Regions from separate parts of the Arachis hypogaea genome. Here region 2 is linked to region 1. The links are chromatin contacts, called in public Hi-C maps. All regions are on one chromosome and are shown on one strand. Each heading gives the region's core, a stretch centred on a gene start, on an enhancer-like site or on the middle of the called end of the contact. The rest is flanking DNA. Distances are from core to core; before and after follow the strand shown. Region 1 holds the start of LOC112805822. Region 2 holds the start of LOC112698256.

Region 1 (4,608 bases), core at 981-3,480:
GAAATGGGTAAAATTATCTATCTTTAGCGAAAAAAATAGTATTTATGTAAATACTAGCTATTAAGGTATGAATTTTTTATACGAACTATATTTTTGTTTATATTTTTTTTTAAGAGAATATTTGTGACCGGATTATCTAATAAAGATTAATATTAAAAATTATTTTGTGTATTTCGAAATTTTAAAAACGATAGTATCCAATTTTAAAAACTTTGGCAACTGTTTTGGGTAGAAACAAAATGTACAGAAAAAAAGATGTCCAGAAAATAACAAAACCCAAAGCTTAACAAAAAAAAAAAAAAAAGAGGCATCATGGCAAGAATGCACATAAAGGCAGTTCACTTTTAGGCCGAGGATTAGATTCTTGCGCACTTCATATACATAAGAAAGAAGAATAAAGGTGGAAGAAATTATTTCGTGGTAATTGAAATGGATAATTCTCAGAAATTATTGCTTATCAATATCAAGATCATTGAATTCCATGGTTTGTCGTTCAACGTTAGAGAACCAAACAAAAAAGTATAATCGAGAGATTTGAGACACAATTACTAAAATGATAAAGTTTGTTAAAGAATGAAAGTTAATTATCTAACTAATGGATTCAATTGGAAAATAAAAATTAAATCAATAGTATTTAAATCATAAAAAATTATATCAATTTTTCTATCTAAATCGATCCAAATCAGTATATATTTATAGGCCAATAGAAGGCTCATAGTAAAAAAAGATTATTAAAAGGATAGTATTATCTAAATTATATATTTTTTTAATAATTTTGATATATTTTTTAATAATTAACTCTTCCTAGTTCCTGCTTACCCTGCTTGTCCTTCTTGTGAACATAACAACACAAACGAGAGTAAAAAACTCAAACTATTCTATACTTTCTCCCGTCACACTTAAATTGAATCATTAAAACCAAATACTGTATCTAAATATATACAACTGCAAAGAACAGGGAAAAAAAAAATAAAAGAATCCTATGAAGTTCAACTTGCATTGGTGTGATGTACGACCAGACAGTTAATTGTAATATATATCTTATCCTCTGAATCTTCAACAACTTTAGGACTTTGGTGGGTTGTGGCTTGTCCAGTACTTGTCCACGTAAAGAAATGCAAAGCCTAGTAGTGAGTATGCCCATTTTTGCTATATACTCTCAACCGTTGCTTGCTCCATCATATTAAAGCTAAAGCAACAAAAATATTGCTTCGAGTGCTGATAGAATATTATCTGAATATACTCGCAATTAGGGTTGCTCAACAAAACCTAGTTCTATTTACATACTTACTTGTTTTTTCTAGGATGTTATTATATTATGCTTCTTTTTCTATATTAATAATATTTTTAGAATTAAATAAGTTTTTGAAATTTATTATTCTGATCCAGTCCAACAGACCAAAGACCCGGGTCCAAACGTCCGGCCGACTCAACGGTTTACCGAACCCGAGCTCGGGAGGTGACCCGAACGTCACCCCCCTCTCCCGCGTGAACCTGGACAGCTGGAAAGAAAACTTCCAAGATAGAGGGTCTATCCGTGTGGGACCCACTCCAGGACAGACTATATAAAGGGAAGACCCTACCCTTCTCCAGAGGTACGTCAGCTAACCTTAACCTTAATAGCCGCCTCTTGTATGGACATTGACTTGAGCGTTAGAGTCCTTCCAGGTGGCCCCACCTCATCCTCCCCTCGTCTGGGCGGAGGAGTCATTCACCGGAGCTCTCCAACACCCATTTCACAGTCACCCACACCTTCATTGCCTCTAGATCCAACCCGTTCGATACCCCGAGCCACTGAACATTGGCGCTGTCTGTGGGAAGAGGAGGAAGTGTGTGAGGGGGAGGGAACTCGCTTGATGAGCAGGATAGCCTCGATGACCTCCTCTCGTGAGCGCACGAGAACCCCCTCTCGTAAAAATGACCTTCCTTCCAGCTCCCATGAAAGGCGCCCCTTCGGGGGTACGAGTGATGACAACGCAAAGATTATGCAGGAATTACGCAACCGAGTGCAAAATCTCAAGAGGGAGCTAGCCGCCAAGGATCGCTACCGACCCAGCCCGAGCCTTTCCCGTACCCGAACTCCCCAAGGAGATCGAAAGCTTGGGGAAGAAGCCCTCGGAGGAACCGTACCAGGCGTAGAGCTGACGCTCGACCTCCCTCGACCCATGATGGGTCGGAGGGCCAAGGCGAAAATAGAAAGAGTCCGAGAAGGCGACGAGACCCCATAATCATGGGAGCAACCCCTTTTCACCCCTCCATCCTCAAGGTTCGGCTGCCGAAACACTTCGACAAGCCAACGGATATGAGATATGATGGAACCCAGGACCCTCAGGAACACCTGACGGCCTTTGAGGCCAGGATGAACCTCGAGGGTATTGGTGATGCGGTGAGGTATCGTGCTTTTTCTGTGACCTTGGCAGGACCGGCAATTTGGTGGTTCAATGCGCTTCCTCAAGGGTTCATTACGACCTTCTCGGACATAACTCACAGCTTTTTAGCACAGTTCACCACACACATTGCCAAAGCTAAGCACCCTATTAACCTTTTAGGGGTCACCCAAAGAGCCGGGGAGCCGACTAGGAAGTTCCTCGATAGATTCAACGACGAGTGCCTAGAAATTGACGGCTTGACCGACTTAGTGGCCAGCCTATGCCTGATGAACGATTTGTTAAATGAAGACTTCAGAAAGAACCTTACTACCAAGCCCGTGTGGACAATACAAGACATCCAGAACGTGGCCAGAGAGTACATTAATGATGAGGAGGTTCGCCAGGTGGTGGTGTCCAATAAGCGACAACAGGCCAACCCTCCCCCCCGTCAACCCGGGCACGAGGAAAGGTCGAAAGAACCCTCCAAGGACGGAGGATCAGCTAAACCTTTCAAGCCTTTCCCTCGAGTTGGAAAGTTCTCAAACTATACCTCTCTTACGGCCCCAATCGTGGAAGTCTACCAGTAGATCGCTAACAAGGGTATCTTGTTGAAGCCCCCAATAGCTGAAAGACAAAACAAGCGGGAACAAGAGCTTGTACTATGACTACCACAAAGTTTTTTACCATAAATCCAGGATTGTTTTGATCTAAAGGACGCCTTGGAGAAAGCCATCCGCGATGGCAAGCTGACTAAGTTTTCCCAGTTCATAAGGGAGCCTAGGCAAAGGGGGCACGAACGTTTCAAGGATGATCAAGACCTGGCCATGAAGCTGAGACAAGGGGCTAGCGAATACGTAGACAATGCCCTCACTGTGGTCAACATCGTGGTTGGGAGAAACGCGCCCCTCAGATCAAGGTCCGCTACCAAAAAGGACACCAGAGTCTTGGCCGTATCATCAGGGAGCCATAGGCCCCCGTCCAGGGAACTTCCGAGAATATCATTTGGGCCAGAAGACCAGTGGTTTCATGACATCCCGAAAAACCCCCTGTGGTGATCATGGCAAGAATCGGAACGGCCTTGGTCAAGCGGATCCTCGTGGACACTGGAGCTAACTCCAATATCATATTCAAGAACGTGTTCGATGCCCTAGGACTCTGAGAGACTGACTTAAAAACCCATCAATATGGGATCATAGGTCTAGGAGACAACTTTATAAAACCTGACGGGATAGTCACCCTCCCGGTTTGTATCGGGGGAGGAGAAGGAAAGAGGTCGATAACGGCGGAATTTGTAGTCTTGAGGGACTCCACAGCTTACAACGTTATCCTGGGGAGGAAGACGATTAATGAGTTCTCCGCTGTGATATGCGCCAAGTTTTTTATTATGAAGTTTGTTACTAACAACAGGTCCGTTGGATCCCTCAGGGGAGACCTAGAAATGGCGGTTGCATGCGACAACGCCAGCCTCTCCTTGAGAAAGAAATCGAAGGAAGCATCTGGGGTATTTCTGGCCGACTTAGACACCAGAGTGGACGACAAGCCGAGGCTCGAGCCCGAGTGAGATTTGGAGAAGTTCTGGGTCGGGGACACAGAGGAAAAATTCACCTATGTGAATAGGAACCTCCCCCAAAACCTAAAAGAACCCCTCATGAAGGCGGCTGGACCCCAGCCGACATGCTCGGAGTGGACATCGACTTCATGTCTCATCGGCTTGCCGTAAAGCCAGATGCCAAGCCCATTGCTCAGAGGCGAAGGAAGATGTCCTAAGAGAGAGCTAATGAGGTGGCCAAGCAGAAAGCCAGCCTGTTAGAAGCTGGGTTTATCAGGGAACTTGAATACTTGACGTGGTTGTCGAATGTAGTCATTGTCAAAAAAGCCAATGAGAAATGGAGAATGTGTGTCGATTATTTGGACCTCAACAAGGCGTGTCCCAAGGACTCATTTCCTTTCCCAAACATCGATGTCCTAGTAGATGCGATAGTAAGATATCAATTCCTGAGCTTCATGGATGCGTACTCTGGATATAACCAGATACCGATGTACCGACCTGACAAGGAAAAATGGCAATCATAACGCCAGGGGCACTTAATGCTACAGGAGGATGCCGTTCGAACTGAAGAACACAGGAGCGACCTACCAGAGGCTAATGAACAAAGTGTTTAACGATCTCATCGGGAGGTTGGTTGAAGTCTACGTCGACGACATCTTAGTGAAAACCAGCCAACCAGAGGACCTAGTC
Region 2 (4,608 bases), core at 1,386-3,885, 200 kb after region 1:
ATATTATATATAAGTTGTTGAAATAAAATAACTCAATTTATATTTATAAATAAAAAATAAATGAAAGTAAATTAAATAATTTAGACAAAAATAAAAATAATATAGTTAAATCATCAAAATTATAATTTTTATAATTTATAAAAAAATTTATAATACATTCTTATATATGTAATAAAAATTACACTAAAAAAATTATATATATGATTAGAGATAGAATAAGTCAGATTCTATAATATATTTAATTAGCTTGAATTTAGTATGTAATTTATTATAAACTTTATTTTAAATAATAAATTTAATTTGTTATTGAATTTAATCTGATCTAAAATTTGATAAAATATCTGATATATATAATTTTTTATCAAAATAAAAAATAAAAAATATTTATATGCAATATATTAAATTTAATTTTTATAATAATATCTAAATTTTTAAAGTATTTAAAATATAAAAAATATTTATAAAGTATAATAAATTAAAAAATTTTAATAACTATTTTAATTATAAAAGATTATTTTTATATTTATTTATATTTTAACAAACTCAAAAAAAACATAATAAGCCTATTAAATTATTTTGTACATCTGAATTTAGCTTATTAATAAAATTAAACTTTTAAAATATTTTTATACATCTGAATGTTTCTAACCGTACATTCGATTGAATTCTATTCATTCACCTTCAAGGTTTAAATACAAAGAAAAAAAATATTAAAATTCTTGTTCTCAAAACACACCATTTTAAAGATTTCAAATCGTCGTCTTTATATTCTTAAAAATTAATATATTTTCATGAATTTCATCGTTATATGTGATATTTAATGGCATGTGCGAGACTCAATGTTCCACCTCATCAATGAATGTTAGTGACTGATGATAGTTAACTTTAAGAATTAATTTATGTATTAGATTCTTTTAAAAGCTAAAGTATTTCATCTAAATTTTTTAAAAATTTGATATGACTGAGTAAGGCTAAAAGTGAGTCAAGCCAGCTCATAAGTTAATACGAGCTCGACTCGTTAATAACTCAATAAGTTAAGCTTGTGAGTTAGTGAGTCAAGTTTGAGCTTGAAATTGAGTTCATAAAATTAAGCTCAACTCATTAGCTCGTGAGCTGACTCGATTATATATATATATATAATTATTAATACACATATCTTATATGCATTTAATCTATATTTTAATATTATATATATACATATGAAATAGTAATATATATATATATATATATATATATATATATATTAATGATCTTAATTATTTAAAATTTTATATTTATTTTTTACATATAATTTTGATGTAAGATATAAATAAAAAATTTATAATTTATTGATAGATAATAATATATAAAATTAATCTTTTTAAATATTTTTTAAAATATATAAGTTATAATTTATTAATATAGAATTATAGATTATGTATTTATCTTTCTATTATTTGAGCCAGCTCGTGAGCTTTTGGTGAGACGAGCTTGAGTTTAAAAAATAGACTTGCATGTTAATGAGTCGAGTCGTGAGCCAAGTTCAATTTTTGTGAGCCGAGCTTAAGCTTGGTCTAGCTTGCCTCAGCTCGGCTCACTTCCAACCCTATGACCGATTATCAAGAGTTAACTTTTGATTATAAATGTGAAAATGTGATTTTTATTTAAGTGATTAATTAGTATGTGATTTTTTCGTGTTTATATATGTAACATAATTGATGGTTACACTAGAGAAAATGGTACAACGTAATTGATTTTTTGTGCTTCTCTCATGTAAATTTCTTGTTTTGGTTTTATTTGGTAGTAATTTTTTTAGGTGCACAAATAACACGATGTTATAATTAAATAAGAATCTCTATGACACAATAACAAAATCACAGGATTGTATGTGAGTTGAATATATCAAGTAATTAATCACAAAAAAGAAGAAGAAAAGTGCTCTAAGAAGCAAGATATTGACCATATTAGCAACCTTTGTCATGTGTGTATATATATATAATCAAAGACAAATTAAGAAACATAGAAAAAAGTTCATGTCCAAGTAAAGTGACTATGCTGAATGCTTCATCCGCTACCAATGTGAACATTAATGGCAATGAGGAAAATAACCATGAATCCAAAGAAGAGAAGAGAGTGGACAAATATGGAGATGCCACTGGTTTGAAAGTTGAGAAACTCCACCACACGTCCTTTGCCCGGAAGCTGGAACAGTAAACCTGGCGAGAACACCACGAACAGGACTAAACCAATAATTACAGGAGCCCAATCTGCCATTTAATTTGTGTGCTCTTAACGTCTCTCTTTTGCTAAAGGAAGAAGAAAGAGTTGAACATAGAAATTACATTAAGCAATCAAGGAGGAGGATTTAATAGCAAAATGAGTGGCGATAATAGATGTGGGATAAGACATCATAAAGTTCAAGGAGGGAGAGTTAGTAAGTATGACGTTAAAAATAAAAATTGAAGATGGGACAAATGGAACGGTTTATGATCGGTGTAGTCATTGGATGCAATGATTCCTTGGACGGCTACTACTAAAGGTGAAAATCCGGTGAAAATCCTCAGTTACTTTCAATTTTATTTCAATTTTATGGTGAAAATTCATGTGCAGTCAACTTCATGTGAAGTTGATAGTTAAAAGTTATTAGATGAAAATTTAATCAAATCAGTCAAATCATTTAACGATTCTCAACTATCAACTTCATGTGAAGTTGGATGCACCTGAGTTTTCACTTATTTTTGTACGAAATTGTTAGTCAAAAACCATTAGATAATTTGACATATTTAATTAAATTATTATCTAATAATTTTTAACTAGAAATTTTATATAAATATAACTATACATGAGTTTCTACTAAATAGTAAATATAATAACCTAGACTTAGATCGATATTGCTAAAAAAACAGTATAATTAAATTTTTTTTAAATAGTATCATTTATTAAGTTTTTAGAGAAGAGAAAAAATAAAAAATAAATAAATTTTTTAAATTTTTTGAATAAATAAAATGTGAAAGTGAATATTTAAATTATTAAATAATAATAAATTCTTAAGTCACCAAAAAAATAATAATAAATTCTTAAAAGAACTCACCAAAGATTAAAGGACAAGTAACATTTTTAAAAAGATAATACTTCAAGATGGAAAATTGTCTTGAGAACTATTTTTAGTGGCGCAATGAGATTAAAACGCAACAAAAAAGAATTGCACAATCAAACTCGCCGGTAAAGTTCTAATAGAAGTGATAGCTGAATACTAGAAAGTCAACGTATATTTTTGTATATTTATATTAATTATAATTAATTATTAAAATAATTAATCTTAGTTTAATTACTTTATTGGATCGTATAATTTTATCATATTTTTTATATAAAAAATTTTAGTTAAATACTTTAATTTTAAAATAAATATTAATTACTAAATTAATTCTAATTTTTTATTTTATTTGATAAATTCATCTCATTAAAATATATTAAAAAAATTTAACCAAATGAATCTTTATCATACATGAAAATTTTTACTAATTTTTAAAATTTTTATGATAATCTCTTATATAACATAACATAATATTTGTTCAATACGTGAATGATCATGCATTGACCAATTTTTAATAATGACCCACGAAATAATTTTTAAGAAAATTACTTATAGTTTTTTATGGATCTCGCTAGGGAGACAATGAACTATTTGTACAATGTGTAATTAGTTTAATTTTTGAGTTCACTAAGAATCGAACTCTTGACCTTTCGGATCTAGCGTTTTAATACCATGTCATGATACCACTCATCCCAAAAGCTTCAGCCGATGGAAAAATGTAACACTAATAATTATATCTCTAATACTCTATAAACCTCCATTGTACACATTATATAAATATTTCATTGGCTCCTCATACTTCCCCTTTTTTAATTTAACAAGTCAAAGTTTTAAATACAGACACTCATTTAAACAAATTAATAAACTAACTATTACATTAGCCCAAATTGACTATTCTTAAGAAATTATGATCGAAAAAATTGAAAGTAATGCAAGCTCAAGTGCTAAAAACTAAAAAGCCTTTCAAGCTTTTTATTTTTGGTGGAAAACGGAGCTAGAAGCCCAACACCCTTGAAATCTTGAAAGACCATAAGAGAAAGGAAATCCAACCCGCTTCAGAAGGAAAATTGGGGTCCATGTTAGTTGCCTGTTTCGGAAGCAATATTGGACCTTCCCATCCTGTTTTAAAGTGACGTTGCTTCTGACAAAAACAATGTGACGTTGCTTCTTGACTTTGGACCAAAACAGACTCTTCATTTCAACAAAGAACATGACCCCATAGAACCAAAAAAATGAAGGCTATGCCTATGTGTTCGGTTCACTTTTTATGGGTAAGGCTTTATAAATACCGAAAACCATTCTTTAAACATCTGGGGTAACCCGTCCAAAAAAAAAAAAACATCTGGGGTACATCATGTCCAAAATTAAAAATAAAAAATAAAAACATCTGGAGTACATTGTACATGGTGAATTTTATACATTGTACATTGTACATTGTACTTTCTGACACAGGTTTGTCGGTCATTTGTAAGTTTATACTCATTTTCAGTTTTGATCACTAGATATAGTACTATCTGAATTTAGACCACTTTTAT

The links. Hi-C and Micro-C count contacts between places; a contact is called where the count stands out from the background.
Region 2: a contact with region 1 is called in a Hi-C map of an unstated tissue, with 4 times the contacts expected there. The contact joins the promoter of LOC112698256 here to the promoter of LOC112805822 in region 1. A contact is called at or near these places in 2 of 8 Hi-C or Micro-C datasets (leaf and an unstated tissue).

Annotation. Positions count from the first base shown.
Region 1 is chr6:101,824,685-101,829,292 of arahy.Tifrunner.gnm2.J5K5, forward strand. LOC112805822 reads left to right here and starts at 2,231. Exons shown (of 2, transcript XM_025848152.1): 1 at 2,231-2,944; 2 at 3,065-3,424. The coding sequence starts at 2,231. The coding sequence ends at 3,424.
Region 2 is chr6:102,021,626-102,026,233 of arahy.Tifrunner.gnm2.J5K5, forward strand. It overlaps LOC112698256, which reads right to left and starts at 2,636. Exons shown (of 1, transcript XM_025751579.2): 1 at 1,376-2,636. The coding sequence starts at 2,253. The coding sequence ends at 2,044. It overlaps LOC112697182 (a long non-coding RNA gene), which reads left to right. Exons shown (of 3, transcript XR_011862545.1): 3 at 1-66.